Regions from separate parts of the Mus musculus genome. Here regions 1, 3, 4 and 5 are each linked to region 2. The links are chromatin contacts, called in public promoter capture Hi-C maps. All regions are on one chromosome and are shown on one strand. Each heading gives the region's core, a stretch centred on a gene start, on an enhancer-like site or on the middle of the called end of the contact. The rest is flanking DNA. Distances are from core to core; before and after follow the strand shown.

Region 1 (2,700 bases), core at 63-2,562, 1.5 Mb before region 2:
TAGTCCTGGGGTTACATATGTGGACCATCACACTCCCTCAGAACTCCCCAATTTAAAGAAGCTCTCGTGGGGCTGGTGAGATGGCTCACCCGACTGCTCTTCCGAAGGTCCGGAGTTCAAATCCCAGCAACCACATGTTGGCTCACAACCATCCGTAACGAGATCTGACTCCCTCTTCTGGAGTGTCTGAAGACAGCTACAGTGTACTTACATATAATAAATAAATAAATAAATAAATCTAAAAAAAAAAAAAAAAAAAAAAAAGAATGGCATAAAAAAAACCACTTTAAAAAAAAAAAAAAGAAGCTCTTGTGCCTGACAAAGACCTGGATAACTCACGAACACGTAACTCACCGTGCATAATCCTGGGGGGAGATCAGAAACTTCTCTTTCATCTGGGCATTGGCCTTGTTCTCCCACCAGAATTTGTTGGTGGCTTTCTTGTGCTCTGGGCTGAGAATGGAGAGAAAGAGTAATCGTAGCTAGTCATTAAGAGAGTAAAACTGTACCGAATGTCAGAGCACTAGGTAAGTAATGCAGATTGGCCATTGGGTTGCTTCTGTGGGCTTGGCAGAGAGAAGAGGATTGTTTATACCAACCTCTTCAAGACCTCTATCTTGGGACTCCTTTCTTCCAATAAAGTGTGTGGTGGTGGTGAGAGGAGAGCAACCTGGCTTTTCTAGAAAGATCACCCACACCACTGGGACCGTGGAAGGGCTAAGATCCACTAAACTCCACGGTTGGCCAGGTAGTTCAGTCCATAACCCAACTAAGTCACAAAGTCGACCTTCCTTCTCCCCAATTTCAACTTCCCATGCCACACGTGTGTACAACTCTCTGTCTGTACGGGGGAGGTGGGTGTTTTCCAGTTGTCACCTGGCCAGATGTTCCAGCAGACCCCCGTGTAGCACTGTCAGGTTGCCATGGCTCAGGTGTTTTCGCACTTCGCAGCCACAGCACGGGCACCAACAGCACCGATCGTGCTCGGGGACATAGCGCTCCACCTGGGCGGCGCGGACGGCCCGGCGGGCGGCCTCCACCTGCAGGACAGAAGCCAGCTAGGACCCTGAAACCAGCCCACATTCCTGGCCTCCCCAGCCCCGGGTCCGCACCTGCGGTAGAAGCCGCTCCAGAGCCCCCTTCAACTGCCGCTGGTGCTTGTGGCTGTAGACGTGACCGCGACCACAGAAGAAAGTTTGCCGACACAGAGGACATCGCTGCGGTGGCGCCATAGACCCAGGACCCGGGAACACCCACACAGCGGCGGCTCGTCACCACCCACTGACCCCTGACCCTTCCGGGCCGGACGGGGCGGGGCGACCTAGGAGCTCCCGGTTCCCCTAGAGGCAGTAGGCGCTATTGCAATCCGTTCTGCGGCTGCGCGGAATATTCACTCCGGGCCCCCACCTCCCACGCACCCGCAGAAAACCCGGCAGCTTGTGAAAGAACGAGAAAGAATGCACGCCAGTTAGGACCTCAGATCGCACACTTTCAGGCGTTGACAAAGACCCAGTTTAGCGTAACAACGCAGAACTGGTAATTTCAGGGCGCACACTGTGACCCCGTGCTTTGTGCTAATGACCTCACCGAATCCTCACGTCGATGCTTTGTGGTGTGAGATTATTGGCATTTTACACATGGGAAAAAAAAAATCTACTCCTGAAGAAATGAGGACCTCTGAGGAAAGCTAGAGAGGTGTATTAAGCAGCCCCTCCAGCTTCCCTGAGACCTGCAGGGGTCTAAGTCACTGTGATATTCTTTTTTTTTTTTTGGTTTTTCGAGGAAGGGTCCTGGAGCTCACTTTGTAGACCAGTCTGGCCTCGAAATCAGAAATCCGCCTGGCTCTGCCTCCCAAGTGCTGGGGTTAAAGGCGTGTGCCACCACTGCCCGGCAGACTGTGATATTCTTAATTTTCAAAGGTGTTCTGCACAAGAATATTCTCTGTAAGTCATTTCTCCGAGCATTGGCTGGGAAATCTAATTCTGAAAACTTGAATGGTTACAGTGAATCATGCTCTATCGCCATTACAAGAATAATGTCATACGCCGCCCAGGTCAGACCCAATATGTTTTTCCCCATTTGTTCCAAAGTTGCTCAAAGCAGTCTGCTCCCAAGGTCTCTGCAATTAAGCTTACTTGATAGTATTTTCCTGCCAGTCTCCTCTACCAAATGCTCATTTCCCACCTGAACTTGGCTTGTGTGAAACAAAACCCAGCATCTTTACAATTAAGTTCCTTGAGTGGCCAGGTTTCCAGCGCCTGCATATACAGGTAGTCAAGCCCCACCCGGCAGGAAGGAAAAAAAAATCCTGTATTAGGCTTCAAAATCCTACCAATCCCTGAGTTTGTCCCAAAAAAATCAGACTATAGAATTCCACCAATCACTGAGTTTACCCTAAAAACATGCCACAGAATTCCACCAATCACTGAGCTTGCTCCTAGAGCAGGTCACAAAATTCCACCAATCCAGGAGTTTGCCCAAGATCAGACCATAAAATCCCACCAATCAAAAACTACCCTGGAAAGTGCCCCGCCAATCCCATTCTATATTATGCTTGCCTCGTATGTGGTTCCTTGCTGCTTTTTGCCTGGGTAGAGACGATCTTTTTCTTGTATCTTTCCCAATGCATCTCTTGTGTGAGGCGGTACTTTGTAGGATCCCTAGGCTCCCGACGACTGAACTTGGATCTTCGCAACAGCA
Region 2 (2,700 bases), core at 162-2,661:
CGATAATCTGATAAGAATTTTCTGAATGGTCCACATACCTACCTCCATTTATTAAAGTTGACCTTTTTGGCCAAGATTCAATAATATGTTTAAATCCCTTTTGGCTGTTGCAGTCAAAGCATTCTCTATTAATTTAAGTGATAGGGTTTATGTGAGGTGTTTCCAAGAACAAGTCACCCCGGACCATCTCTGTGGGGTGTCTTTTAGCCTGACAGTATTCCTTTCCTACAGATGGGAATGTCTGGTATCTGCCAACGCCCCACTAACAAGTTACCATTGAGTCACAGGCTACTACTCAGTTACTCCAGGAGAAAAGGGAGATGTTGAAAAACATGGTAACTCAAGTAAGGGAACCCAAGAAGACGGTTTTTTACATTTTTATTTTTAAGAGCATCTTTTTTGCTGCAAAATAAACTCGGCCTTCTATGGTAACAAGAAAAACTAGGTGGTAAAAGTAGGATTAGTTCCCATTCCTGCTTTTATTTTGACAGCATCCCATGAATAGAATATCTCTGAACCCAGAAGAATGCACAAGAGCAGATACCGAGTCGGGCTGAATCAATAGTCACAGCTCAGTGCCTCAGTTTCCTCTCATAATAAAAAGCTCCTAGGTGAAAATGGGCCCTGAAACGCCATTATTGCATCTCGGATGCAATCAGTCTGCCTACAATAGGGTCGAGATCATTGCCTCCAACAGGGAACAAGGTCTGGGTCACCGATGCCCAGTAAACGAAAACCTTAGGGCAAGGGTCATACGTGAAACTCCGCAGCTAGAGCCCCAAACGAGAGGGATGGGGGGTGGGGTCGCACATCTGGCTCAAGAGCCCAGTGTGCCCAAGGGAATCCCGCAAGGCAGTGATGGTCACCAGTCAGGCGGCGACGCAGAAGGGGACAATGGGGGGAAGCTGCGCCGGGTGGTCACCGCCACTCTTCACAGGGAGCTGCCGCTACGCTGGCCCTTGGCACTGGCCAGCGCCACCTCCACCCCTTCCCCTCCGTCCTCACCGGCCGCCAGCTCCCGTCCCACTCCCAGGCCGGGCTCCCGCCCCTGTCCCCGCCGCCCCCTCCCCGCCGCCCCCTCCTCCTCCGCCGCGCCCCCCTAGTCCCGCCGTCCCGACCCGCGCGCGCCGCCCCGCACACACCTCCCGCGCCGCGCCCCCGGGGAGCCAAGCGGGGGGGAGGGAAGGGACGCACCTGAGCGGGCGGAGCGGGGGAGGGGGCGGCCAAGCCTGGGGGAGGGGTCGAGCGCTGGCCCGCGCGCGGCACCTCCCACTTCCGGCGGCGCGAGCGCAAGGGGGCGAGGCCGGGGCGGCGAGAGGAGCGGAACCCGCGGGGTGAGCGGCCGCCACCGACGGCGCCCTCTGGCGGCAGGCGCGGACAGCGACCGGACAACGGAGCCGCTGAGGGGACCAGCCCTGAGACCCAAGCGGAGCCCGAGGGACACGCGGGCCAGAGAGACGGCGGCCGGATGGAGGCGAGAGCCTCTCTGAGGAGTTTATGGGGAAGAGTCAAGGCTATGGCAGTCCGACGGAGAAGAGCCGCGAGGGGTGTTTAGAGGTCGGAACCGGGATGGTCCTTACAGAGGACGCCATGAAGGACGAGGGCCCTGTGGCGGAGGGGGTCCTGTGGCGGAGGACACGAGGATTCGAGGCGCCGGAACTCCCACAGCCCTCACGGGCCTGTGACAGAAGCTGTCGGCGGAGCGCCCGGAGCTCGGCCCGCTGGTCAAGAGGCCGCAGGCCCAGCCGCTGATTGGCTGCGGCGCCGGGCGGAAGTGATGTCGCTGTCAGTGGCGCCTCCGGCTCCGGGGAAGCCGAGAGTTTCCGTAGGGTGGGGGCTGCGGCGGCAGCAGCAGCAGCGACAGTAGCAACAGAGGCTGTGGGTGAGTCGGGAAGAAATGTAGTGGAGGCTGGACCTCGGATATACGGGGGACCATGGACCGGGGCTGGTCGGCGTCTGCGGAGGAGGTCCTTCGCTGAGGGCACCTTGGGTCCTGGCGTGGGCGACCCCAGAGGGACCGGGTCTCCGGGTCGTAGGTTCCGGACAGCATCGGTCCTAAGGAGAGAGAGGCACATTGCACGGAGCAGCTGAGTCCGCGTGGGAGTGGGGGCATCAGAAAACTCACTCTGTACAGACCCTGGTTCCTGTGAGTGGGGAGGCGGGGCTTGAAGGACGGTGGTTTAAGAGCAGAATCTTGAGCAGGAAAGGTGCCCGTCTACCTTAGTTGAGGGTGATGGGAGTCTATTTTCAGAAAGTGCTTAAGATTTCTTGCTCAGAGGTCTGAGAATAAGTGCTGCTGTGCCTCTGGACCACAGGGAGAAAAAAACAAACAAACAAACAAAACAAAACAAAAACAAAACTCGGTTTCTCTTCCAGAAATCTCTGTTGGAACCTACAGAGATTGTAGGAGCCTGCCTGAGTGGATGGCTGCTATCAAACCAGACTTTGGATTTACTTATATGCAGACTAGGGAAGACACCTGGGTATCTTGGGCCAAATTGAAGCAGCCCCAGGGGCAGGAAGAATGTAATAGGAAATATGCCATGGAACTTAAGGACATGGTGGCCCACACCTATAATAACAGCAGTAAAGGGGTGGAAGCAAGAGTTCTCAGCCAACCTTTATTATATAAAGAAAGCTTGTTTAAGCCGGATGTTGGTGGCACACACCTTTGTTATCCCAGCACTCTGGAAGCGGAAG
Region 3 (2,700 bases), core at 24-2,523, 1.0 Mb before region 2:
AACACACCTCTGGTCCTTCCTCTAAAGGAGGGAAAGGGGTGGAGTTGGAGGTAAATCCCTGACACCAGCAGCCTAGGAAACGTAGCCCTGGAAGATGAGGAAAGAGACAACGCTGGGGAGAGCACTGTTATCTTCGCAGGAGAGATGAGAACGACAAGGTAGAGAGAAAGCTTTCCCCGAGGGGTAGGGCGGAACGAGGAGGCCTGGTGTGCAGGAGGTGGGAGTGGGCTGGTGGTAGAGGTGAGACAAGGGGGAGTGACTGGCAAGGTGAAGACCTGGCTGGGGAGGGAGGGAGGGTTGGTCAGGTTTTCAGAAGCAAGGTGCAGGAAGGGACCTGGATTTCCCAAGGGCCAGGATAAGAACCTGGCTCTGGATGAAGCCACCACCCGAGAGATGTCCAAGGGGGAAGACTGCCCTAGGAGTAACACATCTGCCCAGGGAAGGAGGCGGAGATGTGGCGGGATCAGGTCTCTGGCAGAGGGAGGGAGGAATCTGGCTCGGATGAGGTAATCTGTGAAAGGGAGGAGGGGTTCAGTCCCGGGATGGGAAACCCCCGCAAGGGGGTCTGTGCCAAGGGATTTGGGGAAGGGTCCAGGGGAAGAAGGCGGGACGGGGGCTAAAGGCCCTCAACTAGAAGGGTCTGAGCCCTCGGGTAAGGGCGCCTGGGGGTCTGCAGCCCATAACGGGGGTCCTGAGATGGGAGGGCCATTTGCCCCACGTTAGGGACCCCAGGATGTTTCCAGAATTGGGATGCTCCTCAGACCTGCATGGGGGAGGGGAGGGGTTCTTCAGAGGGTCGAGACCCCGGACCTTGGGGTTCCTCGCCCCCTTACCTCTCCGCTGCCGCCTCCCCCGCCGCTCTCCCCAAACACTGCCCGGAACCGGCGCAGGTTGGTGCCGATGGCGGCCGAGACCTGCAGCGCCGCGTCGAAGCCCGGGCCCACCCGGAGCAGGGCCGGCCCTGAGGAGGCTGAGGACGATGACGAAGACGAAGACGAGGCGGACGACGAAGAGGCTGCTGAGGCGGCGGCCGCTCCCCCTGGAACCCCAGCCCCGCTGCTTCCCGCCGCCGCCGCCGCCACCGCCGGGGGGGAGGGGGGCGCCCCGGGGCCGCCACCGCCGGCCTGGGGCCCGGGGGGAAGCAGCAAGGCCGGGACGCGTTGCCGCGGGGCGCCCCCTAGGCCCCGGCGCCCCCCGCCGCCGCCGCCCCCGGTGGTCCCGGGTCGGGCGGGGAAGCGCCACCGACAGCTGTGCGCCATGTTCGCCCCGTAAGTGAAGCAGCGAGAGGGAGAGGCGACAACACAGGGGGGCGGGGAGGCGGAGGGGGGGGAGCGGCGGGCCCCGGAACCTGCCTAACCCGCCTGGCGCCGCCCAGATGGCCGTACCCCGCGGCCCGCTATGCCGAGCGCCGGGTGGCGCCCGCCTGCCCTGCAATCTGCATATGAGCCTCTGGCCTCCGCCTCCGCCGCCCGGAGGCCGCTGCTCTATGCCGAGCCCCGGGCCCGGCTCCTCCCGCCCGGCAACCTGGATAAGTGCATGCCCCGCCCTCCGGGAGCGGCAGCGCCAGGGAAGATGAGGGGGGGAAGGAAGCCCTGGAGCCCGGAGCGGAGGCGGGTTCCGGGGAGAGGGGGGAGGGGGCGAGGGCGGCGGGAGGATGGAGGCGGAGGGAGCGGGTGGCCCGCAGCCGAGAGAGCCGAGAAGCCGATTACACACGTTCCCGGGACGCGCAGGGACTTGAGCGGCCCAGGAGAACCGCTTCCAGTGCGGCGCGGCTGCTGGGTCCCCGGAGGAGCGAGCCTTCTCCGCCGCTTTGGAGAGCGGCGGGCTTAGCCCTTATGGAACGCTTCTAGAATCCAGAAAGCTCCATTGTACTCCATGCAAAACCCAAGCGTCGCCCAATTGATTCTATGCAAAATGGCAAGGCTCTCGGCGAACGCGCCTTAAAAAAATAAAATCCAATAAAAGAGGAGCCCCTCCCATCTTCACGCTTGGAGCTCTTTCCAAAATCCACACAACCGTGTGGTCGGCCTCTGCCACCTCCTCGCTCCACTGTGCGCTGGAGGGAGGTGAGGGGCTTCTGGTTTCCGTGCCCTTCTCCGGAGTTGGGGTGTGTTTTCCCAGTCCAGGCGTTGGAGCCACAGCGTGCGCTCCGCAAACGACCTGGCGTTACAACGGAGCTGAAACTGGGTGGCTAACGGACAGGGCCTGGAGGGAAGAGGCGGGCAAAGGCGCCCCGCCCCTTCTTCCTCCGCTTCCAGCCTGCCGCTGCATGCAAAGCAGACCCTAATGTATGCACACGGAGGGAGGGGGCTCGCCAGCACATTTCTCATGATTGGGAGGGGGGGGGTTTGAAGCCCGGCGTAGGGCATTATGATACACAGGGTTAGCAAGCCGAGAGGGAGGGAAGAGGGGTAGGGCAGTGCCGGGGGTTGATGGTGGGGTGAATATCCACGGGATTTACTTTATTGCAGGAAATGGGAGACGGCGCCTCCAGCGAGGCGTTAGAAGCCTGCGGGGATGGAAAAGCCAAGGAGGGAGGGAGAGATTGCTGCCCGAAGAATTTGCCTTGGCTGAGGCTTAGGGATCGATACACTGCCTGCAGACCCGGAGCAGCCTCCATCTCCCCCAACCCCCAGCCGAGGTGGAGTTCGCAGGAAGGTCATGCAGCCGTCCAGGTCTCCCGCACCGGTACCCGGCGCT
Region 4 (2,700 bases), core at 12-2,511, 1.1 Mb before region 2:
CTTCATATACATAAAATAAAAACATCTTAAAATATAAAAGAAAAAACATACACAATAACAACAACAACATCAACTCATGGAATTGGGGCTCAGGGTCGGTATATGAGGTTTTGGAAATTTTATGTCTAATACCAAATTTTGGGAGGCAAGCCTACTTGATGTAAATTTTATACACCTGAGGCTGGAAAAGAAACTTTCTGTGGTTTAAAGACCAAACATGAATTTCTCCTCTAACCAAATTCTTATCAAAAGAGTTGTTAGTAGAACTTAATAGGACAAGTACCAAGAGAGTCAGTCATGTTACTTAGGTATGCTTTCAAAGCACCTTTAAAAATTCTTCAAAAGTTACTAGATCTAAGGATCTCCTCTTATTCCCGAATATTCAGATTTCAGTCGATTAAGGAGGATCTGGTGGAGTTAATTCTGCTTTCTCCTACCCTCACCTACAAATAACCTCTCCTATCTTGGTAACAGATGAGTTCATAGAGAAATAAGCTCCGCTGGCATCAGAGTCCCCAAGCACAGCCCACCTCTCCTATTCCACATAACAGCTGTGATTACAGTAAGCCACACTCCTGTCACTCCACCAAAACGGTCGGTCCCTTAAAGACAGAAACCCTGTGCTGTCACTCCGTTTCTCTACGTTCTATATACACTCTGCACCAGCCTCGCTGCCAAAGACACGTACGCGCTACCCTAGCACAGGGTAGCTACGGGGACACCGGGGTCCCTCAAACGGGCGCCCGAAGTTACCATTTCCGCACTGCCTCTACTTCCCCCTTTCAATTAAGAGGTGGAGGAGGGAGAAGAAAAGCTTTGAGGCGTGGTGACAAGAGGACGAAAAGCGGCGGACAGGCCCAGCCTCCAGCCCTGCGGTTCCGGAGCTCGCAGGGAACCGGCGGGACCTGAGGACGGAAGACCCGCGCGACAACCACCAGCCCGAGTGGCGGGCGGGCGGACGTGGCGGCGCTGCCGGCGGAGGCTAGGTGGGCGCGGCAGCTTTCGCTCTAGGACTCCGGGAGGCCGTGCCAAGCCTGGGCCGACAGCAGGGCTCCGGGCGCGGCTCCTGCGGTCCCGGCCCAGCCGGCGAGGACGTGGCGAGGGAACCCGGCTCGGCGCTTACCATGGTGAGGCCGCAGGTGGGGCGCGCTGCGCCGCGCTCTGGCTCTGCGGGGACTCGGGCTGCTGCCCAGAGACGCGGAGCTCTGGCCGCTCCGGACCTGCCGCCCCTGACAGGAGCCTCCGCCGCTTCGCCTCTTGCCAAGATGGCGGCCCCAAGCCACGTCTCCAACCGGAAACGGCGCGGGTCAAAGGGCGGGGGGCGGGGCCAGTAAGCTCCGAAGCCAGGAAACTCAGACCCCTGTTAGCCCAGGATTTGCAGGTTTGGCTAGAATTGTGGAGCGTCATTCCTCTGTCCTTTCTTTCTCTTCGCCTGCGTTTATTTGGTGCTGCTTCTTTTTTTTTTTTTTTTTTTTTTTTTTTTAAAGATTTATTTATTATTATATGTAAGTACACTGTAGCTGTCTTCAGACACTCCAGAAGAGGGAGTCAGATCTCGTTACGGATGGTTGTGAGCCACCATGTGGTTGCTGGGATTTGAACTCCGGACCTTCGGAAGAGCAGTCGGGTGCTCTTACCCACTGAGCCATCTCACCAGCCCTTGGTGCTGCTTCTTAAAGTTCGTAAAAACACTCAATGGAATATATAAAATAATCTGTGACCATGAGGAACTAGTATCCTGAATACATAACGTCTAGAACTCCCGTAATAAAGCCGGCATGGTGTCCCCTCACCTGTAATCAATTCCAGGTAAATTAGGAAACTGAGGAGGAAGACCAAAAATTGTCCAGCCGGGCACACGCCTTTAATCCCAGTACTCGGGAGCCAGGGGCAGGACGATCTCTGTAAATTTGAAGCCAGCCTGGTCTACAAAACAAGTCTGGGATAGCCAGAGAGAGCTACACAGAGAAACCCTGTCTTGAGAAGCAAAGCACTAATAAAATACTGACACATACAACATAGATTAGCCTTGAAAACAGGTGTAAAGAAACAGATGCAAAGGCCACTATTTGTTTGCAATGACTAAACCAGGGATATCTGTGAAATTAGAAAGCTTATAAGTGATTTATCGGAGTTCCAGAAGACTAGGACATAGCGGCTAGTGCATTATGTTTGGAATGTAAGTGCCATGGAATTACCCAGAGGCAGATATCCTGAAAGCCACTGAACTGTACGGTTTATCTTCAATATGTAATTATTTTATTTTTAAATCCTATGTGTGTTCAGACATGTGCCTGCGAATGCAGGCGCTGCCTGATATGGGTGCTGGGAATCGAACTGGGGCTTTTTGAAACAGCAACGGATACTCTTGACTGCTGAACCCCCTCTCCAGTCCTGAACTGTATACTTCAAAGGGCTGGGGTTTTTTGTTTGTTTGTTTGTTTGTTTGTTTTAGGGTCCTGAGAGATAGCTCAGCAGTTAAAATCCTATATTGCTCTTGCAGATTTGGTTTTCTCCTGCCTCAAAAAAGAAAGAAAAGAAAATGTATGTTCACAAGTGTCCTTGGTCAGGCGCGCCTTAGAGGCTGTATAACAGAAGTAAAAACAAACGAGGAATCAGCGCGACCTGTGCTTAAATTCTTTTCAGTACTCAAGGCCTTAGTCGTTAGTTAACTCACTACACCTCTCTAAGCCTGTTATT
Region 5 (2,700 bases), core at 58-2,557, 1.3 Mb before region 2:
TAGCTAAGAAGCAGGAGGGCTGGAAGCAGGGAGTCATTGGTTTAGAGAGCATATTTGGCTTTCTCTGATTGGTCTCAAGTTGGAAGCAGCGGTAAAAATATGGAAGCTGCAAGTCAGTGACTAAGTACTGACTGTCCAGGATTCCCTAACGTCGGTGTTTAGTAAGGAATCGCACTGTCCCAAAGGGTTTAACCACTGTCAGTATTTCCAGCCCTCCAGCAGCGTAAGACGCGAGTTTTTAACTTTCTCCGGCCCAGCTCGATTTTTACTTAACAAACAAAAAAGTTTGTTTTGCTTGGAACAAGACGACTTTCTAGGTTAAGGATAAGACATCAGGATCCGAGAATCATAGAAACAAACGCACAAATATCTGCAGTAAGGGTCAGGCAGGAGAATCTACGGGTCTCCCATTTGCACAGCGAGCCCTCACTGGTAGAGGCGATCCGCCCTTCTTTCTAGAAGAGTGCCACTGCGGGCAGGAGCAAAGGGTCACCTCGCCTGCACTCCGGGTTTGATAGCCCACGACCGAGGGCGCGCTCCCGGCTCACTGCTTCCCCCGGTGCCCCTTCCCGCTCCCTCTCAGACAGCATCGGCCCCAAAGGCCCCACTTTTCTGCACGCCCTGGCCTCGCAGCGTCCTCCCGGCCATCCCAGCTCAGCTTCCGGACCCGCGCAGGCTGCCCTCCGAGTGTGTCCGAGGTCAGCAGTCAGCAGACGTCCCCTCCGGCCCGGGACCCGTCAGCCCAGCTCCGAAGGGACGAACGAAGGCAAGGGCGACAGTCCTCGGCCACCGCCATTCATTTCCCCAGCGGTCTCGTCAGCTCTGCAGGCAAGCCCTCTCGCCCGTCCGTCCATCCGTCCGTCCCTCCGTCCCGAAAGCAACCCCGTGTTTCCCTGAGCTCGGCCCCGTCAAAGGCCGGTCTCTCCCGACCCTCGCCCGCCGCGCCCAGGAAGCCGTGACGCCGCGGCGGCTGCAGCTGCAGCGGCCGAGCTCTCGCCATCTTGTGTGGAGGAGGAGGAGCCGCGGCCGCCGCCATGCGGAGCGGCTGGGAAGGAGGGAGGGAGGCGACGGCGGCGGGCGAGGGAGGGGGCAGAGCAGCAGAGTCAGCTCAGCCCGGCGGCGGCGACATCGGGGGCGCCGGCACAGCGGGCGCCGGCCGAGGTAGTGCGGGGTGGCGGCGGCGGCGGCGGCGGCGAGCTGCGCGGGCAGCGAGCGTCGCGGCGGGGGCGGGGCGGGGCGGCGGGCGTCGCGGCGAGGGGCCGGGTGGGGGCGGGCGGAGGTTTCCGAGGAGGAAGGAGCCGCCGCCATTTTGGGAGCTTCGAGTCAACAATAAAGGACCGAGGGTGCGGAGCGGGAGTGGCCTCGGTGGTAGGACTCGGGCCCGAGCCGCGGGGCGTGGGGTGAGGCGGCGTGGTCGGGGTCGGCAGGATCCTGAGGGTATCAGGGAGCCCCCTTCGGGCAGAAGCCCGAGGCCCAGGCCTGGCCCGGGAGGACGGGCGGGTGGCCGCTGAGAAGAGCGGGGGCGGCGGAGAGGAGTGGAACCGAGGAATGTGGCGTGTGCGGGGTATGGAGGAGGAGCGGCGGGGAGCTCTGGACGAGCGGTGCGGTAGACGGGAGCGGGGACGGAACACCGGCCGGGACACCCGAGTGAGGTTGGGAGTGCGAGGCAGGGCAGCCCTGCGGGGGGTGGCAGGGCTGTGCTGGCCGGGGACTCGGCTGGGAGAGGAGCCGCGGCTGCTCGCTTGCAAGTAGGCCTTGCAGGTTGGTGGGGACAGAGGGTTTGGGGGAGACTCGGCGGCGTAAGAGGGGAGGAGAGGCGGTCCAGTTTCGGGGTTCTCTTCCGGGCCTTCTGAGGGGGGGGAGTCCCTATTGTTTCCCACTCGCAGAGCTGGTTCCGGCTCTTGTGGCGCAGATAGGATTGCAGGGCAGAAACCCTTTTGCTTTTTGATCCGAGGGAGCTGGGTTTGAAGCGAGGGAAGTTGGGGGAGGGGGCGAGGAATTATTGCCTTACGGTTACCGGACTCCGATTCTTGGCTTAGGGTTTTCCCTTCGCCATAGCCCCCCTTTACCTTCGTAAGAACCCCAATCACTCCTACTTCCTGTTGAGGCGTATAGAAATCGCCCTGTATTTGCAAACAAAAGCCCTTGTTGGAGCTTATGGGACTGTTTTAGGTGTGAAAACTGTCAATTGCTAACCACGGTCTGGGCCCTGCTGTAATTAACTCTGCCAGGGGCTCCTCCCAACTAAGTCTTATGTTCCTTCGTGGTTTTGTTTTAGGAATATAACTTGCAAATCTAAATTGGGAAGGGGTAGGACGAAAAATTTCCCACTGAGCCATAAAGCTGCAGTGCAGGTATCCGTTTCTGGAGGGAGCAGTTATCGAAGTCTCTGGGTTTAAGGCGCTAGGAGGTTTTACTGTGCTTGATTGACAGTACTGATGGTGTCGGTTAGGATTCAGAGGTTGCCCCCTTCATCCTCTTAGTGCTGTACAAACAGTAAGCCTTCCTGTTTGACGGACCTGATACTGTTGATCGTATGCTGTCAATACAGAAAATACCTATTGAGATAACAAATAAACAATTTAATGTGATAGAAGCATTTGTGAGCAAGTTGATGTATTTAACTTGAGATATCTTTTGACTTCTAAATTATGGATTTGGGATACTTGGTTTGAGGCAAAGATAACCAGTACTAATTAA

What was found. Promoter capture Hi-C pulls out the DNA fragments that hold promoters and counts their contacts.
Region 1: a promoter capture Hi-C map of pre-B cells shows a contact between it and region 2, with 5 times the contacts expected there. The contact joins the promoter of Ccdc84 here to the promoter of Pcsk7 in region 2. A contact is called at or near these places in 5 of 39 promoter capture datasets (the HPC-7 cell line, fetal liver, hippocampal neurons and 2 more).
Region 3: a contact with region 2 is called in a promoter capture Hi-C map of pre-B cells, with 3 times the contacts expected there. The contact joins the promoter of Kmt2a here to the promoter of Pcsk7 in region 2. A contact is called at or near these places in 4 of 39 promoter capture datasets (cranial neural crest, hippocampal neurons, pre-B cells and 1 more), 1 of 484 Hi-C or Micro-C datasets (embryonic stem cells), 3 of 115 datasets of contacts at active chromatin or transcription factors (astrocytes, large pre-B cells and neural tube) and 2 of 9 other capture datasets (adipose tissue and embryonic stem cells).
Region 4: a promoter capture Hi-C map of pre-B cells shows a contact between it and region 2, with 4 times the contacts expected there. The contact joins the promoter of Arcn1 here to the promoter of Pcsk7 in region 2. A contact is called at or near these places in 9 of 39 promoter capture datasets (the C10 cell line, cranial neural crest, hippocampal neurons and 5 more), 1 of 484 Hi-C or Micro-C datasets (pre-B cells) and 3 of 115 datasets of contacts at active chromatin or transcription factors (astrocytes, embryonic stem cells and large pre-B cells).
Region 5: a promoter capture Hi-C map of erythroid cells shows a contact between it and region 2, with 5 times the contacts expected there. The contact joins the promoter of Ddx6 here to the promoter of Pcsk7 in region 2. A contact is called at or near these places in 2 of 39 promoter capture datasets (erythroid cells and pre-B cells) and 1 of 484 Hi-C or Micro-C datasets (embryonic stem cells).

The regions. Positions count from the first base shown.
Region 1 is chr9:44,416,757-44,419,456 of GRCm38.p6, forward strand. Ccdc84 (coiled-coil domain containing 84) reads right to left here and starts at 1,313. Exons shown (of 11, transcript NM_201372.4): 1 at 1,113-1,313; 2 at 877-1,040; 3 at 355-453. The coding sequence starts at 1,232.
Region 2 is chr9:45,905,158-45,907,857 of GRCm38.p6, forward strand. Pcsk7 (proprotein convertase subtilisin/kexin type 7) reads left to right here and starts at 1,412. Exons shown (of 17, transcript NM_008794.2): 1 at 1,412-1,882. It overlaps Rnf214 (ring finger protein 214), which reads right to left and starts at 1,754. Exons shown (of 14, transcript NM_178709.5): 1 at 1,195-1,754.
Region 3 is chr9:44,880,016-44,882,715 of GRCm38.p6, forward strand. It overlaps Kmt2a (lysine (K)-specific methyltransferase 2A), which reads right to left and starts at 1,274. Exons shown (of 36, transcript NM_001357549.2): 1 at 834-1,274. The coding sequence starts at 1,259. Gm39326 (a long non-coding RNA gene) reads left to right here. Exons shown (of 4, transcript XR_870694.3): 2 at 1-2,688.
Region 4 is chr9:44,766,547-44,769,246 of GRCm38.p6, forward strand. It overlaps Arcn1 (archain 1), which reads right to left and starts at 1,262. Exons shown (of 10, transcript NM_145985.4): 1 at 1,124-1,262. The coding sequence starts at 1,126.
Region 5 is chr9:44,603,585-44,606,284 of GRCm38.p6, forward strand. Ddx6 (DEAD (Asp-Glu-Ala-Asp) box polypeptide 6) reads left to right here and starts at 1,308. Exons shown (of 14, transcript NM_181324.3): 1 at 1,308-1,368.